3 separate regions of the Gossypium hirsutum genome follow, and regions 1 and 2 are each linked to region 3. A link is a contact called in public Hi-C data. All regions are on one chromosome and are shown on one strand. Each heading gives the region's core, a stretch centred on a gene start, on an enhancer-like site or on the middle of the called end of the contact. The rest is flanking DNA. Distances are from core to core; before and after follow the strand shown. Region 1 holds the start of LOC107954545 (DEAD-box ATP-dependent RNA helicase 8). Region 2 holds the start of LOC107956477 (60S ribosomal protein L36-2). Region 3 holds the start of LOC107952769 (U-box domain-containing protein 33).

What was found. A called contact is a pair of places that touch in the nucleus more often than the background predicts.
Region 1: a Hi-C map of leaf shows a contact between it and region 3, with 1.7 times the contacts expected there. The contact joins the promoter of LOC107954545 here to the promoter of LOC107952769 in region 3. A contact is called at or near these places in 2 of 34 Hi-C or Micro-C datasets (both in leaf).
Region 2: a Hi-C map of leaf shows a contact between it and region 3, with 2.9 times the contacts expected there. The contact joins the promoter of LOC107956477 here to the promoter of LOC107952769 in region 3. A contact is called at or near these places in 5 of 34 Hi-C or Micro-C datasets (callus, hypocotyl and leaf).

What each region holds. Positions count from the first base shown.
Region 1 is chrD07:24,886,419-24,890,132 of Gossypium_hirsutum_v2.1, forward strand. It overlaps LOC107954545 (DEAD-box ATP-dependent RNA helicase 8), which reads right to left and starts at 2,163. Exons shown (of 10, transcript XM_016890136.2): 1 at 1,628-2,163; 2 at 1,131-1,191; 3 at 333-567. The coding sequence starts at 1,917.
Region 2 is chrD07:24,839,474-24,843,349 of Gossypium_hirsutum_v2.1, forward strand. LOC107956477 (60S ribosomal protein L36-2) reads left to right here and starts at 1,788. Exons shown (of 6, transcript XM_041096771.1): 1 at 1,788-1,920; 2 at 2,190-3,138.
Region 3 is chrD07:24,685,199-24,688,584 of Gossypium_hirsutum_v2.1, forward strand. LOC107952769 (U-box domain-containing protein 33) reads right to left here and starts at 2,049. Exons shown (of 10, transcript XM_016887939.2): 1 at 1,856-2,049; 2 at 1,585-1,754; 3 at 1,329-1,459; 4 at 1,030-1,151; 5 at 822-923; 6 at 584-743; 7 at 198-335; 8 at 1-100. The coding sequence starts at 1,726. LOC107927220 reads right to left here. Exons shown (of 2, transcript XM_041096841.1): 2 at 1,746-1,870. The coding sequence ends at 1,746.

The DNA.
Region 1 (3,714 bases), core at 913-3,412, 200 kb after region 3:
TGCCCACCAAAAATAAATATCCAAAAAAGGATTCAAGCAAAAACTTAGCCTGGAAAGATAAGCAAATGTTTATGTCTGTACTAAAACAAAAGTTGCAACTATTTGCCTGAAGGAAGACAAGATGGACTTGCTTCAGGAACAGGTGCGGTGTTTGGGCCCCCACTCTACCATGTCCATCCATGCCCATTCCCATAATTCAAATCTCAGTTAACAATATGCAGAAAATGGCATTCAAGCCTCTTTCCCACTTGAAGTACCCATTCCCATTTAACTGCACCAATTATAGATGCAGACAAAAGAAAAAAAAGAGAATATATAAATGGTTATTTAACCTTGAATAACATTGTTATCTTGGTCAATCTTTTCCAAGGCGGGAATGCAAAATGCTGCTGTCTTTCCAGTTCCATTTTTGGCTCTGGCAAGAATATCACTTCCGGTCAAAGCAATGGGAATACTCTCTTCCTGAATAGGAGATGGTCTTTCAAAACCCTTCTCATATATTCCCATAAGAAGTTCACGTTTCAGAAAATAGTCCTCAAATTCATTTCCTTTAGTAGCTGTCACATCCTGGCAGCAATTTAATAGGCAGTTTAGTATGTAAACAGGTAATTATAACATTTGAAAAATCTACAAAAAACAATTGCACCACTATCATGCTTAGTGATGAGATATATGTCACCAAAAAACAGATGATATGCTTCCAAGAAATGAGTAATGCTTGCCTAAAACAGTTCTTCGATATGCAAGTTCAAACCAGAAGGCCTCAACACCATAGAATTAGGTATAACCTTCCCCAAGTTAAGAACTCTGGAAACCGACCATTTATAATTGTGATTATGCTAGTATGTGGCTATATATACAACAGGATAGTTGGAAGCAAAAGAAAATAATCCACCTGCATTTCTAGAATGCCCTAAGAAAGCAATTTATTCTTTACCATTCAGAAGAGCAGAGAACAATTTTTATAGTTTCATGAAGGTATGATGAATAGTTATTAGGATGATGATTATCTAGGTGATATTCATAACCTATACCACAACTGCGATAAAAACATAACTGATAAAAGCAGATTCTTCAAGAAAGTAGTCAATTTAGTACCTAGACAAGAAAAATACCATTTACGGACATACCTCTGTTTTGTAGCGGGTATCTGCTGGTGGTATCTTTAGCCTGGCCTTCCAATCTTGTGAACTGAAAGAGGAAAATGTACATTAGATTTTAAAACCATGCAAAATAAAATGATGTCGTTAAATGTAAAGACAGAAACAAGAAAACTGAAAACCAAAATTTGTAGGAGTATCTAAAGATGAAGTTTTAAACGTTCAATCTATTGCATATAGAAGAGAACTGATAGCTATACAAAAAAGAAATGTTAACAGGTTAACAACAAATAAGCGAAGAGTAACCATGAAAGCAATACGCAAATTCCATCCTTCCCTCGTCAAGTCCTTCCTAACAAATGGAAAGTTTGGGAATAAATCAAACCATAAAAACTATTTCCTAAGCACACTAGGAGCACTCAAAAACTGTAGAACTGAAGAGAGATAATGCCATAGGATACAAAAGAAAAAAAAGATTAGGCATAAATATAACAAAAAATAGACAAGAAATAAAATTCAAAAGGGACCTCGAGTCAACGGCTTCCGATTGTACGGTCTTTTCGACCTCATCGATGACACTGGAGTCATTGCCGCTGGGTAACTGGTTACGCCTGAGCCACTGCTGTTGTTGTTGATGCTGTTGTTGTTGTTGAAAATGCTGCTGATTGTGTTGTTGAAACTGCTGCTGATTATGAACCAAATTCCTCTGCACGTAGTGTTGCTGCGACGGCCTGGACTGAAAACTAGGGTTAGCATTCACTCCGCCCCCCCGGCCAACGCCGATCCCCGGTGGTGGATACCTCCCTCTACTATTCATATCACAATCCTAAGCTCCAAAAAAAAAAAGATACGAAACTCTAGAAAAATCCGAACACAACTACCAAAAAAAAAATCGAACACTAGGGTTTCTTACAAAGAGGCAACGCCGTAAATAATGGCAAAACCGAGGGTCGTCCTAAATCAAAACAAAGAAGCTTAGTTTTGTTAGTTGAAGAAAAAGGAAGAAGGTTAGATCGTAAATTTGAATGAATACTGATGGTTTTATTGACCATAGAGAAGACACCAAATGGAATTTTTTCTTTTTTTAATTTTAGAGTCGTTAATGGGCTTTGCAGAGATAAAGAAAAGATTTGGGTTAATATGGTGTTTGGCCCTGGCATAATATCTAAATTGTCAATTTAGTACATGTAATTTCATTGGGTTAACCACATTACTCGTGCTTAAAATTTCTGTTAAAAAATGTCAAGGCACAAATCAAAATCAAAATTTAGCTAATAAGTGGGTAACTTTGTCAAAATATGTGTTGAAAACCCGTATATTTTGGGAACTCTTGTATATTTTGGGATAATTTTTAAGTTATTTAGATATATAATCTTAGAATAATCAATTGAGATTTTTTATGAAGACTTTTTTTTTATCTTTTAATAGTTTACTGAATAAGGAAACTATTTTTCTAGCTATGTTCTGAGTCTTTTTTTTATTTAAACTCAGCTCTTTACGTAATAAAGACAGTATAGTTTTATTGAAATAGTTTCTTGAAAATTTTCATGGTATCAGAGCTAAGTTAAATCTTCAGTACATCATGGTTAAAACAGCCTTCACTAGAGATAAGAGACCCAACAACCAAATTGTTAGAAAAAACGGGTTTGGAAAACGCAACGAAAAATAAATTTAGGAAAAATAGAGTTTTAAAATTTTTTTCAAAATAAGATCTTAATTGTGATATCTAAAATAATAAATCCGTTATCCTCAAGCTCACGTCTGTTTAGTTTGGGCTCGCTTCAAATTAGAAAATTTTTTAAAATAATCTTTTTAGAGAATTTTTTCTCTACAACTTTCTCTTGAATTCAAATGTGTCAAAAATAATGACATAATGTTCTCTTTATATAAGAAAAGTTTAGAGAGTTCAACTATGATTAAACTTAATCTTTTTAATATTAAATTTAATATTAATCTAATATTAGATTATATTTGAAAAGTTCTTTTGCAAGTATTTGTGGATGTTTTTCTGAAAATTCTTCCTTCATAACAATAATTTTTCAAAATATTTGTTTGGAAAATTTGTGAAGATTTTTGTGTAGCAGTCTGTGAAGACACTGCTATCTCTTTTGGAAAAACATCTAGGAGAGAAGTCTCTTTTAAAACATTTTTAAGAGATTTTGGTTTGTGTAAAACAATCTCTTTATTTTTTGAAACCTTTGCTGCTTCAGCAGCAATTTGTTTGAGAGGAGTTTCCTCTTTCATTTGTGAAAAGGCCAATGCTACTTCCGAGATTGAGATAGGGACTCAATCCATTTTTTTTATTTGAGAACCAATCTCATTTAGATCTTGTGCATCTTGAATTATTGTATTTTTGGAGGATTTTGACGATGATGATGATTTCTCATCTTTTTCATGGCAAATTTCATACAATGACTTAATTGGTTTTGAGGTGATTTGGGTTTTGGATGATTCTTCTATTTTCCCTTTTCTTTTGTCTCGAAGTTCGGGGGCATTTTTGAAGAAACTCTCTCGTGAGAAAAACAGGCAAAGAATTAGTTTCTCCTTTGATGTATTCAATATCAAAATCAAATATGCTCAAGATTGCTTGCCATCTTGCAAAAATCTGTTTTGA
Region 2 (3,876 bases), core at 538-3,037, 150 kb after region 3:
TAGATTGGAATTCCAGTGAAAGTGAATGCAAACAACTGTGGAAGAGCTCTTGTTGTTGATCCAACGAAATGACAAGTTTGACTATTAAAAAATGTGGGAATAGAGTAGTTTGCGTGATTTTAAAAAATTAAAAGTTTCATAAAAGAAATAAAGAAGACTTAAATTTAAATTAGATCTTTGCCTTGCTATTAGAAATTAATATCCTTAATTAAACGTTGTTTAATTTTTTTTAGTATTTGGAAGACACACATCAATATGGCTTTCAACTTTATCCAATCATTGCCATGTATATACATTCGTTATCCTCTGTTCCATATTTTCAAAACAAAGACTTTTACGAGGTTTAGTAACATTCTTAAATACAACCTATATATTCCAGGGTTTTATTATATATATTTCTTAGCAAATAAATAATTTTTTTATATTTATTTTTTATACCATGCTTAAATCTGCTCATAATCATTCTTTAACCCTTAATAAAAAGATAAATGCACATTAGCGTACTCAAACTCACATCTTCCTTACCAACAATACTGATGCTAATCAAATTAAGATTCAATTGGCAACCTATAAATGAAATTTTAAAATCCAAGTACCAAAAGGTGATACAAATAGAGACATCAATGCACCGAGCATAGCTAGGGGGTTGACACCCTTCTGAAATGGAAAATTTTTCATTTAGGCTCTTTAAAATTTTAAATTTAAAAAAGATAATGCTATACTTTAACCCCCTAAAAATGATAAAAATTTGATTTAATCTTTTAAAAATTATAAATGCATGAATTTATATTTTTACTGAAAAAATTATAATTAAATTAAGCTCCCTAAAAAGAATAAAGAATTTATAAAAAGAAGTAGAAAAACAAAATCCAGTCAAAGCAACATAGAAGTTATAGTTCAACACGCAACAGAGTCCGCCAACCAAACATCCCAAGTCTCATACTCGCGTACCAGAATCGAATAAATATTTGTATATTTATATTTCTAAAATAGTTTAAAATTAGATAATCTCAAATATGATAGAAATATTTATATTTAAATTTTAAACACAATTAATTCCTAATTTAATATATTATATGAGCTTTTAAATTTATTAGAGTATATTATAATATCTTTGATCGCGACTAATTTCTCGACCCACTAACACACACATTCACATACATCAACATTATTTTATGATTCACACAATCCAAATGCTAAACTGGTAGGTAAAGATTTAAATAAATAATTTTCTTTTTAATTTCCTTTTGGTTTCTAAACTATCCTATTAACCCTATCTGCATCTACTTAACCCCATTTGAGAGCACAATTTTCATTTCAGTTTATGGGAGAATTACAAACTCATGTCTTCCTTTTCTTTCTTTTTAATACATCTTTAAATTAATTTATAATCTCCTTCTTCTATTTATTAAAATGTTATTTTTAATTTATTTTTCCATTTTTATATAATTAGATTTAAAATAATTAATATTTATATTTTAATTTAATTAATTTTAGTTACTGTATTTTTAAAAATTTAAAATTTTAATCCTTATTCAAATAGTAACAATTAAATTCAGTTATTAGTCTTCTATTGTGCATATAGTTGTAGATTTAACCCATATTCTCCTATTTTGAAAATGTAAAATTTAAATGTACAGGGACTAAAAATACCAAATTAAAATATAAAAATTAAATCCATAATTTCTACAAAGTACAGGGACTAACAGCAGAATTTAACCAAGATAACCTAAAGAGTATTGCTCCGACTAAATATGAAATATCTATGTGTGTTATATATAACGACTATTTCGAGAAAATATTCCAATACCTTTCTCTGTAAGTCCTAATTCTTGCTCCATCTCTCTTTAAAACAAAGCCTTTCTCCAACGCTCTCTTCATCTGCAAACTTCACTACTCCCATCATTTAGCTTTATCTGAGTAAGTTCAAAGTTCCCACTTTTTCATTTTTACCCTTATGTTCTTCTTGTTTTAGATGTATTTCTCATTAGTTTTTTAGTTAATATCAGACGAAACCATGTTTTTATCTTGCTAACTATATCTTCTCTCTTTTTGATTTTTTGTTTCCTCTCGAAAACATGCTTCTTCTATCCTAACCAAACTATTGAAACAATGAAACCCAGAATCTCTTTTCTTTTATCGTCTTTTGCCTTGTTTAATTTCTCATGGAAATTATTTGTGGGTTTTAGTTGAGTTTGTGAAATTTATTGAGGCAATGGATAAAGAGAAAGAGGTGAATGCGGTGAGTGGTGGTGTGAATGTGACAGAGAAGAAGAGATTGTCGCAAGCCAATTCTGAGGCCATGGAGAAGTGTTTGGAAGAGAACAAAGGAGACAACACCAAATGCAAGGATAAGGTTGAAGCTTTCAGATCATCTTCCTCAACTTCTTCTCCAACAAAACCCTTGAGGCGTTTCATAGTAAGGAGTGGTTCATTGAGTGATGTTTGAATGGAATTCCGGGTATCTCAAGCTTCTTTTTATATTTGAAATGAATTAGTGGGTCAAAATCACTTCCCTTTAGCTTGTTTTAGTCCATAATTTCAAAATTTGTGAAAATGGTAGTTGAAAGTAATTTGAGAAACTTTAGTTGTGTATGAACAGACGGTAGACTTTCTTTTCTCATGTTTTAATTTGTGAAAATTGAAGTAATTTGAGAAAGTTTAGTTCAGAAGATGAAAAACTCTAGTGTTGATAGCCATAGCTGGCTTGTGAGTTTTTTTTTATTAGGAGAGTGATGTATGTTTGATGAGGCAAGGGATTCCTTCCCAATTTGAGGGCACACTCCTTTCCTCTGCACACCAGAATTGTGCATCCTGGAACTGGCTATCCACTATCCTCTGTCAAACCATGTGGGGCTATCAAATAACCCTTTTCCACTACTGCTGATTGTGTGATGTTCAATGTTCTTTTACATAAACACCTTTTTGTGTTTACAATTAGCATTGCATCCAAATTTCGTCCTGCAAAACCAATGAATTGAATAATGAACTACCCCAAAAATCCAACCCTTCAACCGAACCCAACCAGCTGTGAACAAACACCTATGAATCCGATCCAATTTTGAACAACATAACGGCATTCATAAACCGATGGACTCACTCGAGCGGCCGCTGTGTTCATCTCTGCAGTCATAGTTGGTAAGTCACATTATACTCCATAAAGGAGGACTCGAGTTCTTTAGAGGTACAATATTTGATGCAGAATGAGTATATAATATTATATGTTAATTAGTTTTCTTTATCCATGTGAAGCACTAACTTATTATTTATATAAGTTACTTAAAAAAAAGATGGTGTACCTTAATGTTGCATGCAATTATATTATTATTTATTTATGTTAAGAGATTTTAGTTTTAAATTTTAATTATGATGTTTAAAATTGTTTATTATTTAAAATATTATTATTAATGGTAAAAAAATCATATTTAAAAAATGGGAGTCACTTTAAACATAATTTTAAAAATATTTTAAAATTAAAAAAACTAACCCAAAACCCAAAGTTTTCATATATATACTCTATATGGTAACTTTAATATGAAAATCGTGGATTATAAGAAAGAAAATGCAGAATTTGAAACAGAGAGCCTAAAAAATTAGACCGGTCTGCTTATTGGTCTTTTGGGTCTTCAGTCATGAGCCTAATAAATGGAAACCTCTTTCGTCTTTAACTTTTGGGTTCAACGTGGACCCAATTATGTTAATTTTTTAACGATAGGGTTAATGGACCCAAAAAAGCCTCCACCCGATTTACCACCTATAAATATGCATAACATGCAAAACCCTAGCTATTTTCCCCTTGCACGGTCGGGAAGGTTGGCCGCCCTTCTTTGTTCTAAGCCTAAATTGAAACTTAAGATCTCTACCGGGTTTCAGAAG
Region 3 (3,386 bases), core at 799-3,298:
CTCTCAGCCTCTTAATATTTTCAAGGCTCTCATTCTGTTTCGCAAGTGCTGTCTCATTTTCTCTCTTGCATTCATTGTACAACCTTTCTAACATTTTTGCCTACAATTCAAGGGCAGGGATAAGTAACCATACTAAATCTGAATTTGCAACTTCATAGAAGAGGGGAAAACAAAGCCTGAAATGCAGAAGACATTACTTGGCGCATAGCTCGGGTAGCATTCATTTCAGCTTTAACTCGCCTGTCGGACTCTTCAAATGCTTTCTGATTCGATGATTCAGCTTCCTTCAGTGCCTGTTCAAGTCGATCAAATAGTTGATCATTGCTACTTCCTTCCTGCCAACAAACCATGAACCATTCAAAGACATCAGCATACATCAGTTCAAATCTGAAAAACGCTTCATTCCTCAGCTTCCAGGTCAAGACTAAGCTATAAAGACAACGGAATGGCAGTGGTGATAATCAACATATGACAATAGAGAACATGAATGTAGACGTTCTTGACATGTAGCTTTTATGGAAAATGAACTTCTACTGTACTATAGTGTTATGGTATATTGGGGCATTGATAAAGAATCACAAACCTCTCCAGAGTGAAGCACATCATATAGCTCAATCTCACATTCACTCTCCTCTCTTTCCTCGGACACAGTTGAGCCAAAAATACCAGCAGCTTCAGTAGAACTTGTCAAATAACTAGAGCCAGATGGACTTGGTGCATTTGATGATTGCCCAGTTTCAAACCTGCAGTAAAGACCTCGATGTCATTACAATGGAAGCAATTGGAACTTGTAATCTCATTAGTGACAATCAGTGAGCTACCTTGTGTGGACAAGGTGCTCCCTGCAAATGAACCAAATTTGGCATGAAAATGGTGCATTTTCGTTCACATATTGTGCTTTCTCAGACATCAGCCACATTCCCCTGCAATAAAAAAGTGAAGTTCAGCTGAAGAGTGAAGAAAGAAAGTAAGATCATTCATGAACGTTTAAGGAAACTGAGAACAGTTTAATAACAAAATTATTTGTACTCTGAGAAGTGCTCATCAGCTGCTGCGCCCATCACTAGCTTCTTGATATTGTGCCGACGAATCAGTTCCACAATCCCTTTTGCAACATCATCCATCTGGATATGTAGTCTTATGGCACTGACCTACACAATATTGAAGAACTGTTTCAGAAAAAAAGAAAAAGTACAACTCTCTGATTACAGAACCTATAAATCCATAAATAATGGAAGTAAATAAGTTTCCATTAAGCAAACACGGTCTTCTGCTGAGTTCAGTAGAGCCATTAAATGAGCAGTCAGTAGAGGAAGAAGAAATAGTACCCCAGCTTGACTACAAAAAAGAAGGTATTCATCCAAGATCCGGTTCATCATTTCCTTTCCAACTTCCTCTAGACCTCTGATTTGTTGTTGATCAAAAATGATTTCAGCTAAATTCCCATCGACTCCGTACACTCCATAAGGGGAGGGAAGAAAAAGAAGGAAAAAAAAATCAGATTACATGCAGCTAAGAATCTCAAAGAACCATTAGAAATCAACAGTCCAAATTCATATACTACTAGAGAGAGAGTTGACTTACTGGATGAGATCATTTTGGAAGGCTGATGAACATGAAGAATGCAAACTTTCCGAGGCTTAAGGTTATGTAAAACCCATAACAAAGTGAGCTCACTTTCTTCAACTCCCCCCACTGCAACATATATGGTATCCTCACTACCCATGCTTCTCCTAATTACTCCCTCAATCCACCTGCGATGAAGTTGCAGACATAGGGTCAGTTACAGCCAAAGCCAAAGCCAAAGCAATTTTGTTTCTATTTATCTGGGGTAAAAGTAGTAAACCAAGGAGACCTTCAAGGCAAGTTCCTAGTCAAGACGGGGTCAATAAAACTATTTCAAACAGGAAAAGATTCCCTGCGTTAAGACCTGTTTGGGTGACTTGTCATTGCAAGCAACTAATCACCCATACCCAAATACTTCTTTAGTTTTATTAGTATTAATGTCAAAAAGGAAATGTTTGATTTCCGAACTCTTTTTTGGCTTTGATAACAAAAAAAAAAAAATAACTGGGATTTTTATAAACCCATGGTTTCAATGGTGAATGCTGGGTTCCACAAGCCAACATCATTTCTTCTTTATTCACTGGATTGGATATAGGAAGCATATTATTCCTTCTTTCTCTCTTAATGCAATCACTTTTGTTGACACTTTTTTTTGGATGATGAAAAACGGGGTCGACTTGGGTTTTGAAAAAAAAAGAAACGGGAATCGCCACCAATCCTTTTTTTATGAGGTGTGATTGGATCACCTTGAAAAGTTGTTGTTTTTAATAAACGATTTGATTTTATTAAAACAACGGTTTTGGTCCACGAAATTCAGAAAAATGGGTTCGGGAGTCGGTTACGCACGAGGAAGGATTAGCACCCTCGATACGCCCAAAATTGGTACCTAGTTGATTATTTAATGTCTTAGTGTCGAAGATTGAAAACTTTAAAGAAACTTAAAATACGATCCTTAAAAAAAACTCGTATAGCAAAGATTAAAATTCAAGAGGATATTTGGCAATTTGGTTAAACGAGAAATCGAAACCCAGCACCTTAGGGCACGTTCTTCGAATTTCCAAACGCAAAACATTGCCTCATTGTAAAATTTTTAAAAGGATATTAAGTCATTTGGTTAAACGAGAAAAACGACACCCAGCACCTTAGGGCATGTTTTCTCGAATTTCCAAATGCAAAACATTGCCTCATTGTAAAATTTTTAAAAGGATATTAAGCTATTTGGTTAAACGAGAAAAACGACACCCAGCACCTTAGGGCATGTTTTCTCGAATTTCCAAATGCAAAACATTGCCCTTTTTGAAACATTTTTCTTTTTTGAACTATGTATTTATATGCATAATGGAATAATAAATAAGATAATGAGACTAAAATAATATGAGCAAAAACAAATAATAAATAAATAAAATGAAGCAAATTCATCATATGCGTATAATGACAAATAAATAAATAAATAACTAACACATAAAAATGGACATGTGAACAAATAAACAAATGAACATTAGATAAAACAAAATAATAATAAAAAGGTAAATTGGCCCAGATTAAAAAAAAATAATAAATAAATAAAAATGCATGCGCACGTAAGAAAAAAATATATATATACATATATATACTTATAAAAACATGAAGACCTACATATATTTATGTTTTAAAGTTATAAAATAAACTCATATAGGTATATACATATATGTACGCATGTGTATATAAAAGGACAGAAGAAGAGATATTAATGTATGTGTATTTGTAAGGAAAATATATATAGATCTAAATGTATATATAAATTATAGAATATAAAATATATATATAAATGGGTACATGCG